2 separate regions of the Triticum aestivum genome follow, and region 1 is linked to region 2. A link is a contact called in public Hi-C data. All regions are on one chromosome and are shown on one strand. Each heading gives the region's core, a stretch centred on a gene start, on an enhancer-like site or on the middle of the called end of the contact. The rest is flanking DNA. Distances are from core to core; before and after follow the strand shown.

What was found. Hi-C and Micro-C count contacts between places; a contact is called where the count stands out from the background.
Region 1: a Hi-C map of leaf shows a contact between it and region 2, with 3 times the contacts expected there. The contact joins the promoter of LOC123138889 here to the promoter of LOC123138882 in region 2. A contact is called at or near these places in 4 of 5 Hi-C or Micro-C datasets (leaf and root).

The regions. Positions count from the first base shown.
Region 1 is chr6B:664,786,354-664,793,036 of IWGSC CS RefSeq v2.1, forward strand. LOC123138889 (eukaryotic translation initiation factor 3 subunit G) reads left to right here and starts at 3,956. Exons shown (of 2, transcript XM_044558738.1): 1 at 3,956-4,403; 2 at 5,901-6,626. The coding sequence starts at 4,073. The coding sequence ends at 6,439.
Region 2 is chr6B:664,565,426-664,573,247 of IWGSC CS RefSeq v2.1, forward strand. LOC123138882 (glutamate receptor 2.8-like) reads right to left here and starts at 2,079. Exons shown (of 3, transcript XM_044558731.1): 1 at 1,719-2,079. The coding sequence starts at 2,052.

The sequences.
Region 1 (6,683 bases), core at 2,706-5,205, 220 kb after region 2:
AGCTCTTCTTCAGCCCGCTCCAGACGCTGCTTCAGTCCGGAGACTTCTGCATTATGAGAGGTGGCAGTCAATAAAGACGCCTGCTTAGACAAAAAACACAAGGGTATTGCATGGTAAGTCTCCTGCGAGTATATATTCGATCCTCTGTCCAGCTTTTAAGAGGCTGGTGCAGGCTTCAGTCAGCCCGCTTTCCGCAGACTGAATTTTCTCAATCACCGCACCCATAAGGGCACGTTGTTCTTCAACGATGGAAGCATTCTTTAGCGTTGTCGACAAGGTATCCGGCACCTCTGGCTGGACAGAGGTCGCCGGTGGAACAGCCGCACCCCCTTCTGTTGAAGAAGGTTTTCTGCCTGATTCTGGAGCCGTGTTGGTCTCCGGAACTATGTCCGGCTAGGGGCCGAATTCAAGATGGCCCCCGCCGTCAGTATCCATGGGGGTCTCCTCCTCCATGTGTCCGGCTGCCGAGGTTCGACCCTCTGGCGCCGCCTTGACGGTCTCCCCAACTCCTCCTTGGCCCGGGCCCTGTTGGGACGACACCTCGGTGTTGTCCACATGTTTGGGGGAGGAGGCCGTCGGGGAAGTCCCGCTGTGCATCGCGTCTGAGCCCAGTGAATTCTCCGATGAGGATCGCTCGACGCAGGACCTGGCCGGACTGCAAGATGCGGCACTCAATGCGTCAACATTGTGCGATAGTGAGTCTGGATATACGAATGTGTCTGGATTTTATGCACTCACGATTTAACCAGGGGCTGGACCCTGGGATCCCACTCTGGGCTGCTGTCGGTGGTGGTGGTGGAATCGTCTGGAAAGGAGGCTTTCCCCCTCTTAGATGACTCGGCCTCGAAGCGTATGGAGGCCGTCCTCTTGTTTCTCCCCCTTGCTGGGGGGGGGGGTTGGCTTTCCTCCTCCTCTTTCTCATCCTCTTCGGAGGAGGAGCGGGCCTCAAAGTCTTCGGACACTATGTCTGAAGTACCCTTGCGACGAAGGCCGCCCCTGGTCTCTTTGGCCTCCTTCTCGGCCTTCTTCTTCGGTGCCTTGTAAGGCGCCGGGACCAGCATCTTCATCATAAGTGGGCCGGCTTGTTCTTCTGGCAGTGGGGCCGGACAGTAGATCCACTCCGCCTTCTTCGTCCAGCCCTAGGAGAATTACTGGAAAATATATTAAGCATTTCCCTCAGAGTACGCAGATAAAGCGTACGTCATGCCAATATATGAAAACTTACCGAACTTGGGGGACGGGACAATTTGTTCCAACGGTCCTTGGCCGAGTCCGGCCACGATTTGCCGGACTTGAAGAGCACCTTCCAGATATCTTTGTGCGTTGTGCCGAAGAACTCCAGCAGGGTTTGGTGCTTGGCTGGGTCGAATTCCCATAAATTGCAAGCCCTGTGTTGGCATGGGAGAATCTGGCGAACCAACATCACCTGGACTACGTCAACAAGCTCGATGTTCTTATCTCCCATGCTCTTGACGCGCGCCTGGAGCGTTGCCAGTTTGTCTGACGAAGACCAGTCCAGGCCCTTCTTGGTCTAGGACATAAGCCGCAATGGGGCTCCAGGTCAGAATCCGGGAGCCGCGGCCCATTTAGCGCCGCGTGGCTCAGTGACATAGAACCACTGTTGCTGCCACCCTTTAACGAACCATTAAAGGTACCTGATGGCCATGTGACGTTGGGCATCTTGCTCACCATGGCGCCTCCGCACTCGGCGTGCTCACCGCTCACCACCTTGGGCTTCACATTGAAAATCTTCAGCCACAATCCAAAGTGTGGAGAGATGCGGAGAAAGGCCTCGCACACGACGATGAATGTCGAGATGTTGAGGAAGGAATTGGGGGATAGATCATGGAAATCGATCCCGTAGTAATACATAATGCCGCGAACAAATGGGTGGAGGGGAAACCCCAACCCGCGGACGAAGAGGGAGGAATACAACCCTCTCATGGGGTTCTGGAGTAGGGACGATCTAACCCGCCGTCGGGAGACGGTGGCCGATCTTCTTGGCTAGATACCCGACATCCCAAAGTTTCTTTATATCCTTCTCCCGGACAGTGGAGGCCATCCACTTGCCTCCAGCTCTGGATCCAAACATTTTTGGAATGCTCTTGTGGGCGGAGAAGGTGAATGCTTGGGCGCTGGAGCTCGAGAAAGAGAGAGAGAGAGAGTAGGCAGAGGAAGAAGAAGGTGTGGGTGAAGGAGCGGAATCCTTATCCCTTTATAAAGGAAGTAAAATCATGTGCCTCCCCGCATGCCCTAAAACTCGCTTATTCCCCAAGCGCCATGCTAATGGCATAGTTGGGTTACCCACGCCTGTATTGATGAGGATCCCGTGATAAGGGGACACGATCTCTACTCCGACAAGACGTGCCAATAAAACCGCCTCGCGAAACGTGTGGTAGAAGGTTGGGAAAACGGTTCGAATAATGACCGGGCCATGGCGTGATGTCACGCTATGAAGAAGTTGTCAGCAGATTAGACTCGTGGAATATTGTTCTCTCTACGGTGGTATGTGGAATTTGTTTTGCAGAGCCGGACACGATTCTCGTGTTCAATATCTACTTTGGAGTATTCGGAGAAGGAACCCGCCTTGCAATGCCGAAGACAAACTGCACGCCGGACTCATCGTCATTGAAGCCTGGTTCAGGGGCTACTGAAGGAATCCTGGATTAAGGGGTCCTCGGACAGCCGGACTATATACTTTAGCCGGACTGTTGGACTATGAAGATGCAAGATAGAAGACTTCGTCCCGTGTCCGGGTGGGACTCTCCTTTGCGTGGATGGCAAGCTTGGCGATTCAGATATGTATATTTCCTTCTCTGTAACCGACTCTGTGTAACCCTAGCCCCCTCTGGTGTCTATATAAACCGGAGGGTTTAGTCCATAGGACAAGAACAATCATAATCATAGGCTATCTTCTAGGGTTAGCCTCTACGATCTCGTGGTAGATCAACTCTTGTAATACTAATATCATCAAGATCAATCAAGCAGGAAGTAGGGTATTACCTACATAGAGAGGGCCCGAACCTGAGTAAACATCGTGTCCCCCGCCTCCTGTTACCATTAGCCTTAGACGCACAGTTCGGCACCCCCTACTCGAGATCCGCCGGTTTTGACACCGACATCCATTAACACTGAAGCTAAAGATTCAGGATCTGTCATCGTGCCCCCGTTGCGGGAGCGGCTGAAGTCAAGCGCAAGAGGTCCAAACTCTTGCTGCAACGCGATAATCCTCAAGTGCAAGGATTTCTTGTAGCACTTTTCATGATGGAACTTTGGATTTTCACTCGCCTAAATCCTGCAGTCTCATTGTATCTGTGCATAATTTTTGATGTGTGGTTTCCTCCCGTCAGCGAATGAAGAAGAATCATCTTTCCTTCATTTGTATAAAATGGAAATGGAACAAAGAATAATCATGAATACTGAGAAAATTTCTCTTAATAATACAAAATACTTGCAAAATAATCTGTGGTTGGATGGTTATGTGGATAGTGGTATCCCAGCTCACCAGAGTTTAAGTCCTGATGCTTGCATTTATTCTGAATTTATTTCAGAATTTCCGGCGATACTCGTTCAGTGGCAGGAGACGTTCCCGTCGACTACGAGGCGCCTACGGTGAATATGTAAAATCTCAAGATAATTTGCTGGCTTAGTCTCTCGGAGGTGCTCATAGGGGTAGTGTGTGAGTGTGCGCTTTCATAGGGATGAGTGTGTGCGCGTATATTATATATGAGCGCTGTTCAAAAAAAATACAAATACTTCGAGTTAGCAGATTTTTCTATAGGGGTCACAGATTTTTTAATTTTTTTGATGAAAGTAGATTTTTTTTTTGAGGCAACGTGCTACCAGCTGGTCCCGATCCAATAAGGCCCACCTGAGACTTGCTGCCGAAGCCCAACAACTGCATCCCGTAGCCCATATCCAAGGCCACGACCTCGCCGAACAAAATCATCCAGAAACTAATCCGAGCCACACATCCCATTCTCGCAACCAAAGCCAGAGCGCCCGTCTCTCCCCCCTCCCACGCCGCCGCACACCGAACCCTAGCGCCCCAGCGAGCGAGCGAGCGACAGCCATGCCGGCGGACGCGAAGATCCGGTGGGGGGAGCTCGAGGAGGACGACGGGGGCGACCTCGACTTCCTGCTGCCGCCGCGGGTGGTCATCGGGCCCGACGAGAACGGCTTCAAGAAGACGATCGAGTACCGCTTCGACGACGACGGCAACAAGGTCAAGGTCACCACCACCACCCGCGTCCGCAAGCTCGCGCGCGCGCGCCTCTCCAAGGCCGCCGTCGAGCGTCGCAACTGGTCCAAGTTCGGCGACGCCGCCAGCGGCGACGACGCCTCCGCGCGCCTCACCGTCGTCTCCACCGAGGAGATCCTCCTCGAGCGCCCGCGCGCCCCAGGTCCGTCGCCGGCCCGCGTCTCTTTCTTTCGAATCAGTTGTTGTGTCGTTAGTCAAAAATGGGGATCCAGGTGAACTGGTGTTGATCCAATCAGAAGTCTTATTCAGTCGAGTGGCTGTGTTATGTTTAGTGATTACATGTACATCTAGGAAATATACATGTGTATAGTAGCATTTCTAATATTAGGTTACTGGAAGGACAGTAAGAGGTAGAGGATATTGGGAGGAGAGGAAATAGATCCGTAGCTGTGATGTAGTACCGAACATTTCTCCTTAAGTTTTCCGATTGATGTGCTTTGAAGCAGTGCCGATATTGGGTACTGGGGCAGAATACCAGTTTCGTACATCTGCTACAAAAAAGAATCTGTTATACATGAAAAGAAGCTGCAATTTTTTTTTGAGTTGTGAGGTCTAGATAGGTTCTTCGGATGATTGTTCTGTTTTGGTCAGGCGGGTGATTGAAGTGTGTTGCATGCAGGCCCGTGTAGAATGCCTTATCATGGGATTTCCAGTTGCAGTCCTAATGCACAGCTGATTTTGGAGTGCACAAGAATTATAATTTGAATACATTACTGTCATCAGAGAACGACCCCATTCTCCTTGGGCAAATTTCCTGTGCCGGAGTGATCATGTTTACCAGAAACCCCAAATTTAGTTTCTATGTTTTGTTTTAGATGATGCCTTATCTAGGTGATCATATAGGATCCTGTTACTTCAGTCCAGTTAATGGAGGATGACGTTGACTAGGTTAAACATTTGTTCGTTATATAACACACGGGTTCTATGGCATGTTAACTAGTCTTTCTTCCATAGCCCACCCAAATCTAACCATGCATCATTGTCTGATGGGTGTTGTATGTCTATTACTCTATTTTGACATCACTTGTGTTCAGGTCAAACTTAACATGGACATTCATAACATTGGTACTAATTTTGTACGTCTTCTTTAAAACTTTAGGATGCTGGTGATTGACGTATTTTGCGTGCAGGTCCATGTGGAATCCTGATTATGGGATTTCCAGTTGCAGTTCTAATGCAATGTTTTTTTAGTGCAAGAATTATAGTTTGAATACATTAGTATCACCCGAGTGTCCCCACATTCTCATTGCAATTTCCTGTGATGCGGTGATTATGTTTATCAAAGAAACAAATTAACTTTCTGCGCTTTGTAATAGATGATTTCCTGCTCTAGATGATCATATATCTTAGTTAATGGAGGGTGTGGTTGAGTAGGTTTAATTTTTGTCTGTTCAGTAACTGGGGCATTTTAACTTGTCTTTCTTCCGTAGCCCACCCAAATCTAACCTTGCAGTATTGTGCCTTGGATGTTGTATGTCTGTTATTTAGCCATTATTTGTGCTCTGCTCAAAATTTAACATGGACCTTAAAAATAGACCTTAACATTGCTAATGTACTAATTCCCTGCTGATTACCTTCTCGTTATTGAAGCTTTGCTGTATCTTTTTGCCCTTATTTTTAACACTTCACTTGATTGTAGGGAGCAAAGCTGATGAACCAAGTGCGTCTGGTGACCCACTGGCAATGGCAAGCAAGGGAGGTGCTGTTCTCATGGTTTGCAGAACCTGTGGTAAGAAGGGTGACCACTGGACCTCAAAGTGCCCCTACAAGGACCTCGCTCCACCAACCGATGCATCGGACATGCCTCCTACTTCTGACGGCCCTGCAGCACTGAGTGGCCCTGCCAAGGGCTCATACGTTGCTCCAAGGCTAAGGGCTGGTGCTGTTCATACCGATGCTGGGCACGACATGAGGCGCAGGAACGACGAGAACAGTGTCCGTGTTACCAATCTGTCTGAGGACACCCGCGAGCCCGACCTCCTCGAGCTGTTCCGCACGTTTGGCCCGGTCAGCCGTGTCTATGTCGCGGTGGATCAGAAGACTGGAATGAGCAGGGGCTTTGGGTTCGTCAACTTTGTTCACAGGGAGGACGCCGAGAAGGCCATCAGCAAGCTCAATGGGTATGGTTATGATAACCTCATCCTCCATGTGGAGATGGCTGCACCTAGGCCTACTTAGTTACTGCCTACTAAGCATCCAGATTTCCTACAAGTGTCGTATCATTATGGTCTCCGAAATACCCGTACGTTTGTGTCGTGAGCTTGTGTCATGTTTTGCCTTGTTGAGAATAACTACACTCTGGTGGTGAAAAAGTGAATTTCTTAAGGGATGGCACTTGAGTTTATATTTCATCAAGCTTTGTATACCTGTTGCTTCATTTGGTTACTATACTCCACTTGCTTCTCTTTGCTACCTGGATGGT
Region 2 (7,822 bases), core at 829-3,328:
GTTTCTCTCAACAAAGGAAACATTATTATTTTGAAACAAAATTAAACATTTTTTTAGGGAACAAAGTAAACATTCTTCTTTTTTTGTGGGAGCAAAAGTAAACATTGTATAAGTGTGAATTGATGAACACCCGATTTCTGCTCCCATGAAGGATCTACAGAAGCTGAGCAGTCAATATCATCGACCAGATTAAGAAGCCATCTACAGTGGTTGGTGTACCAAAGATGACTGGGGCTGCACCAGAGAACATGTAAAGTAATGAACATCCGATTTTCCTGTCGTGAAAGATCTTTTAGAAGCTGTCGAGTCACTTTCATCGGCCAAATTAACAAGCTAGCGCCCATCTTTCTGCTCGAGGACTTCGAAACTACTGTCGTGTGTATAGCACTGCTGCGAGGACTTTGACAAGGAAGTTCGAAAGCGAGTCGTCTCCCAGACCCGAGCAGACGACACACATGCTAGCTAGCTAGCTTGGACTGCATACATGACCGACGATGACGAAGAAGCATGAGTGGCCATGACAAGTACTATAGCGTATAGTAAGAATTTCCAAGAGTGCTGCTAATTTTGGAGTGGCCGTTCAACGTTGCTGACCCGACATGCATGATGCACGTACGTCCACATGGTGCGATGCGTTGAAACTTGGATCCCATGCATCTAGGGGAGTGGTTGCGATGCGTTGCAGAACGGATATAAAGATTTGAGGCATCTATCTATGTCCTTATCGTCGACTGTCGTCCCCAACTAATCTAGCTACAACCACATGAGCCATGAAGCTTGACCGACTCGCGCGCTAGCACGTGCATGCGTACGTACGCGGTGAAGAAGCAGACGGCGCGGACTAATCAGACCACACCAGTCCAAGCGCCCAATGATCGACCCTAAGCAGCCAAGAATAGTTAATCTTTGTCGCACAGGCTGACAGCACGCACGCACGTACCAAACCCTGACAGAAGTAGCGAATATCTGCACTTTGAGTCCACCGGTCGCGGTTAAAAATGGCTGTTTATGCCTTGTGGGACGGATTAGTTGGGATTCCAACGCAGCTCGATGGAGATGTGGTGGTTGTTAACTTGAATCCCCCGCGCGCCGTCGTCGTCCTTGTGTTGACGGTCGAGGAGCTGGCTAGCCGGACAAAATGGCGACAGGGCCGGCCACGATGGATGTCCATGCAAGACGACAATTCTAAGGCTGGCGGCCCGGCAGCCGGCCGTGAGAGGCGCCGCCGTATCCGGCGGCACCACAGAACAGCTGGTGGCTCGTGTACCACAGACGGCGGGAGCTGCACAGTCGTACGCGCGGAGCTAGCAGACTGCAGCCCCCAGTGGGTAGGCCAAGACAAAAGAGATAGTGCTAATCTCAAGACGAGCTTGGATTAAGAGCTTAATTAGAGAAGGCAGCCATGATGGCGTACGTGATAAGCGAGCGAGGTTAACTAATTACCACCGGAAGCGGCGACGTCCGGCCCTGGAATGGAGATCCGCCCAGGTGGCCGGACCCGCCGATGTGCGCCGCGCAGCCATAAGAGCTGCACAGTCCCATGCGCGCAGCAGCCGCCGGTGATCGAGGGACTAAAACGGCCAGGCTAGAGAGCTAATGTCGAGACGGCAAGCTTGCGTTCGCAAGTGTTATCGTGGACGGCAAGCTAGAGTACGAGCTTGCATAGATTCATGAAGCGAAAGAGCATAATTAGAGAAGCAACTAGCTAGGGAGCTTACCGGCGGAAGCGGCGCCGACGACGTCCCCTTTGGAGTCCCCGAAATGGAGCTCCACCCTGGTGGCCGACCCCGGGTGCGCCGCGTAGTAGTCCTCCACCGCCATCTGAATGCCGGTCCGCCGCCGCAGCGACACCGCCGACGACGCCTTGGTCGCCCAGTCCAGGATCACCCCGACGCGCACCGGCACCGGCGCCAGCGCCGACACGCTCTGCGCCGTCGCCACCCGCAGCGGGCCCGCTGGGTGCTGCCCGACGAGCGCGGCCACCACGAGCAGCAGCAGAGCGTAGAAGAAGGACGGGCCGACGAGGGAAGAAGGCCGGAGCGCGCGCACCATGATCGCGCAACCTGGGAAGAAGCTATGGGATCGATGCGTGGATGATCAGGGACGTACCCTCTAGCGGCGGTCGCTTTATAGGCGACGTGGATGGTACCGGCGATGGAAGTGGAACCTGGCGCGATCGATCGATTTGGTTTTGCGGTGGCGTACGGCGACGTTGCTCTTGAAAATCACTCGACTCTTGACTTTGACTTGTATGCGGGAGGTGGGCCACGTACGTGTACGTTCGACAGCTACGTGGCAGCGCAGGAACCGGTCAAGAGCGTACGTACGTACCCCCTTGTGGAGGTCGACTAGGATAGAAAGGGAAACGACCCATGGTGAAAAGAGAGTGAAAAGCTCAGAGCTCTCGTCTTCTTTTAATCCCTCTCCTTTGATCTAGGAGTAGCTAGCTAACTCTAGGGCTTAATTGTCTGCTGGTCGATTGACTCTGCCTGCCCCTCCCGTGCATGAATTTTTTACCGGGTTCAAAGAGGAATCATGTTCTTCGCTGTTGAAAATATGTTCCACAAACATTCTTTACAAAAAATGGGATGACCGTGGGGTACATTTACGTAGTGTGTACACGGGACGTAGGGCAAGCACCGACCATGGCCACGACTTTGCTGCGGTGCATTCCTGCCTCGTTGAAGACGTTTGTCGAGTTGCACAGAGTCAAATTTTAAGAGCAGCTGAAATGGAGAATCTTCTGGAGTACTTTACATATGGTTTGGATGGTAGCAGGTAGTTCTGTTAATTGGCCCGTTTTGTTGGATACATAATTAGTAGTATACAATACAATGAAACTACCTACCTCTAGGGCCTGATTGAGAAAATCCTACCCTCTAGGAGTGTAGGAGACATAGATTATCCTAAATTGGAGAACTTTAGGTCACTGGCTAGCTTGCTTCACGTCACTTGTTAAGCTGCTGTACGCATTCTATACTCGATCGAAGAACGACATGCGAAATTTCACGGAGTGTTCCGGCATCTACACGACTACACACAAGAATGTCACCCGCAGAAAAAGAATATAAAACACACCAATGTCAAACCTCGTCCCATAATTTCCAATTGCGATCCTGACCTACTACTAGCTTATTCACAAAGTCCACCGGTTGCATGAAAGAGATGTGCAAGGTTCAAAGTGTGCCTGCCTATCATGCATGGGTCGACCTTTTGGAGAAAAAAGTGCGGATCTTTTCCTAACGCCCCAGCTCAAGCGTCATGGACGACGACGCTACAAGTATAAAATACACCCCGTACGTCTACCGCAAACAATACGCAATTGGCCAATTGGCCTCTTTGACCTAGCTAGCCGCCCCTGCAAATAGCTAGGGTACTCTGCCTCCCGCCGGCGCCGGCGTCGGTCCGTCCCGTCTTCGATGGGCCCCTTGCCGATGGGAGGGTTCTGTTTTTAGATCTTTTTTCAAGGTTTCTTAGGGTTTGTGTCCTGCTCAGAAAGGTGAAAGGTGAGACGGCGGCGGCTCCCTGAAGATGGAATAAAGGTCTTCTTGCCTAGCCCCCTTTCTGGTGATGCGTCAAGCATTATCGGTGGGCGTGTTGAGTTGTGTCTCCGGCTGATCTGTTTTTGATGAATTTGCTGGTGTTCTTGGTGGATTTGGTGTAATGCCACGAAAATTATATTAGTGAAAACGAAAGAACCGAATTAGGGGAAACGCCGCCAGACCGTACGTGGAGCTGTGCCGATGCAGAAGCATGCAATCAAGCGACGTCGATTTGTTCGCCCAACATTCTGGATTTATAATTCAGTTGTAGACGGCATGCATTACTGTCTCCTGGCCACAAGACTCCGTGCGGAAATTTCCGTAGAGTTTACTTCCGATCAGCATGCGTGCCGCCAATTAACATCACGGAAGATCTTTGTGGATTTTTCGCAGCGCGTAAACAAATTCTCTGCCTCTGAAGTCGGAGTACTAGTACGGTACTCGCTGGTCTGTTTGTCTGTAGGTTTCAGTGCCTGTCTGTCTGCCTGTCTTTGGTCCATGACTGACCTGAATCTGTAGCTGAATGATGACCATGGATTGGGCTACGGATGGACGCTGAAGTTGCGTGGCAAATCCGCATGGATGAACGTCATGTAACTAAGCTTCAGCGTGGATGGTTCTGATTTCTGAATGAACGAAGGAGTGACGTGGGACGTCGGGCTATATGAAAACTTAATTCTAACAGGGTCTGGTTTGAACGTCGGAAAATGACTTGACTGAAAGAAGATCGCGTCTCGATCGAGTGCGCATGTGCGTTGGTGACCGACCTGCCCGGGACTTGGGCGCTCCAAGTGGGCTGGTTTTGTTGACAAAACTTGCACATACGGCGGGAGTACGTACGTACGTGCAGTGCACAGAGAAGAATGGAAGAACATTCGAGATTTGTCCACCAGAGTTGCATACAACTAGCTTTTCGTCTAAAAGTTGCATACAACACTGCTCTGCAGCCCCTGGGCCGCCTCTGAGAGGCGCTGCGCTCTCCCTGCTCTCTGCCGCTCACAGGCCGTCCGATCCGGACTCCAAGAAATCTCTGCCGTCCTTCAACTTGTTCAAGAGTGCTCGATTTGTTGAAGATACATTTCCCCTTTTCAATTTTTTTTACCCCGGTTATTTTTTGTAGGAAAAAAAAGGGACAATCAACTGTGGTGTTCAGTGTGTACAAAGGACCTCCGCGCTCAGGACAACGGACAGGACCTGGGCTGCGTTGGTGCCCCCGAATAAGTTCTTTTGCACAAAAAAGTCAAAAGAGCAAAGAGAAAACTTTGGAAGAGCAGCTAGCCAGCACTCCAATTAATTGGCTGGTCGCGCTGGAAGTACGTATGAAATTAATATATCTTTTTTTCCCGGTATGAAATTAATTTATCTACCACTCCAATGAGTTGTAGAGCACACAGTGTGTACCGAAACATCATACTCCTACTAATGTGGACATTTCATCTTTCCTTTTGTTTAGGTTAGTAGTAGCAACATTCGTTTTAAAAATGAATGCATGGAAGAACAGACGAAATTCCACTGAGTTTTCAAGCATCAATCTATCTTCCCAGGATGTCAAACTCTTTCTCTCTCTCGAAAAAAAGAGAACATCAAACCCCGTCCCTTAATTTCCACTTGAACTGTACTCACTTGCTGATTCAGAAAGTGCGTTTAATTAGCAGCATCTCTTTTGCTGGGCCGGCAGAAGAACCGGATACTAGTTTGCGCGAGAACATTAATTAACTTGATGGGTACAAAGTGCATAGCTACTGTGCACATCAGTCTTGCTTACTTGTCGGCTTGTCGCTCATGCATGTGTACAGATCTTTTCCTGAAGGGAAAAGCCCAGCTCAAGGTCGCAGATGTTGACGCTACTGGCAAAGAACAGATGTTTCCACGTAGTCCCTCCGTTCCTAAATGTAAGTCTTTGTAGAGATTTTACTATGGACCACATACGGATGTATCTAGATGTATTTTAGAGTATAGATTCACTCATTTTGCTCCGTATGTGGTCCATAGTGGAACCTCTACAAAGACTTATATTTAGGAACGGAGGAAGTAGTATATTAATAGGGGGATGCAAAGATATAAACTTTTAAATGCAAAGACAACTTGGAGAAGATAATGCACAGACATTTCGTGCATGTTTGATAATTAGCTGTCGTTGGATGCAGATATTTAGCTCGAAACTTGCAGGCCAAGTTCAGATCAGCCTTGGTCGCTTCTCACTTCTCAGTACGCAATCAGAATTTATGCCGCCAAAATTTAGAACGAAATAAGGGAATGAAAATGAGGCTGTGCCACTGCTTGCAGCTGTAGCTGTTTGTGCATGAAGCATGCCATTACATCACACAAAATACTCCTACTGGTCTTCGATCATGCGGAAATTTCCGTGGCGTTTAACATCACCGCGATACTGGAGATTTCATCTGCCGTGATTAAACAACTCCGTTTGCAAAAGTCTGAATCTAGCAAGTACGTCTCGCTGTGTTTTCCATTACCTAAATGAGGACCGTTGGAACCCGCCCAGCATTCCACATGGCACGATCTTCTACATGGAGATTTCGGAATTACAACGTGTGCATCGTACCACAAAATACACGACGCGCTAGCAAAATTACTCGTCTTGCACTGGCAAAATTAAATAATGTTTGTCTAGCACTAGATAAACTAAAATAGACTCCTTGAACGTCAGAAATATGACTTGACTGAAGAATTATACGGTGACCAACTTGTTCAGACTTGGGTATTTCAAGTGGGTGGTTTTTCGCTAATCTTCCGGAGTGTAAGACGTTTTTGATTTGTCAGTCACTTATTCATTACTTTGGTCAATCTTACCCAACTCCAACTTCCTTGCGCGTTTGAGATTCAGATCAAGACGGGAAAACCATCAAATACTCCCCATTGTCTTGGAGCAGCAGTTCAATAGAGAGGCCAACAGATGGAGCGGCGTTACATCGACCGCATTGAAGACGGCGGGTCTTGGCGGCGTGGAGAAGTGGAGAAGTGAAGTCTCAGTGTTGGACGTGGTTTCATCGACGCGCACAGGCTGGTGACGCTGTCTGGTGTTGTGGTGACATCGCCGGCAGATGCGACTGGCAGGATTTTTGCAGTGGTCCCTCCTGAAGATGGGAAGGCGGAAGATGGCAGCGGCGGATCCTAGAGCGTGCGCAGGCGGTGCACGTTATGGGACGCCTAGACCGGATGGTCTTAAGGCCACTGGATTAGATTGTGTCTGTTATGTGGACACGGCGCATCTGTATACTTTCTAGGTGTAGCAACTTTGTTCGTCTAGTAGGTGGCTTCGGGTTGATCCCTGTAATCATTTTGTCAGGTTCTGGTGAATAATTAATAAAGATGGTTGTGTGCATCATGCTGATGCAGAGGCTGGGGCTAATCCTCCTTGTCGAAAAAAAAACTCCCCATTTGCCACATCTATCTATCATATATAAAAAGTATTTAATGGGTTTACCAGAAAAAAAGAAATTAATAGACTAGAAAATCCCACAAAAACCAGTAACTTATGGCCGTTGATTTACTAAATAGCAAACCAAGTCCAATAGATCTTCCATGTAGAACAAAAAGCCCTGCCAAACAAATTGTTGATGAGTTAGATATCGACGATCAGAGCCAGTGTGGCGACGATGAGGACTCCGATGATGATGATGTAGATTATCGAGTTGTTTTCCATTGAAGAAACATGTCTATATAGTTCTTTAGGCAGCAGGGCAACGGATGTAGCTTCGGGCAGCAGGGCATCGGATGTAGACGCCCTTCACACAGGTGTTGCCAATGTTGAAGCGCCGGACAATGGAGTAGCAAATGATGAAGGCATGCCTGTCCGTGTGGGCGATGAACCTGTTATCGAGTCCCAAATTATGCTGACTGCGACTTCTCACAGGGCATCAGGCGATTCAAGGGATGGCATGCTTCTACGAGATATGATAGACAAACAACTCGAGGCGCATCTTCGGTCAGAAGATGTGGTGCTCATCTTTTGTATACTTTGGCTTACCAGAGGCGTAAGAAATTGAAGCTACCATCTCCGCCCTATCCAGTTTCACCACTTGAGCCTGCCCTGCCGTCAGATGTCGATATTCATCTATTTATCAAGAAAATAGTCGCCCAAGAGCTTGGGATCCGTGTGGTTCACAAGGGCACCAGTGAGATCATTCCACCCCCACTCGGCTGAAGCAGGATCCATGCAGGTGATCTATCAATGTATACTTCTTCTTTTTTCAATATTATTTTTTGTCTTTTTACATGGTGTTACTGTAGTGCACACTTCATGCTAAGTTTAGCTGTTG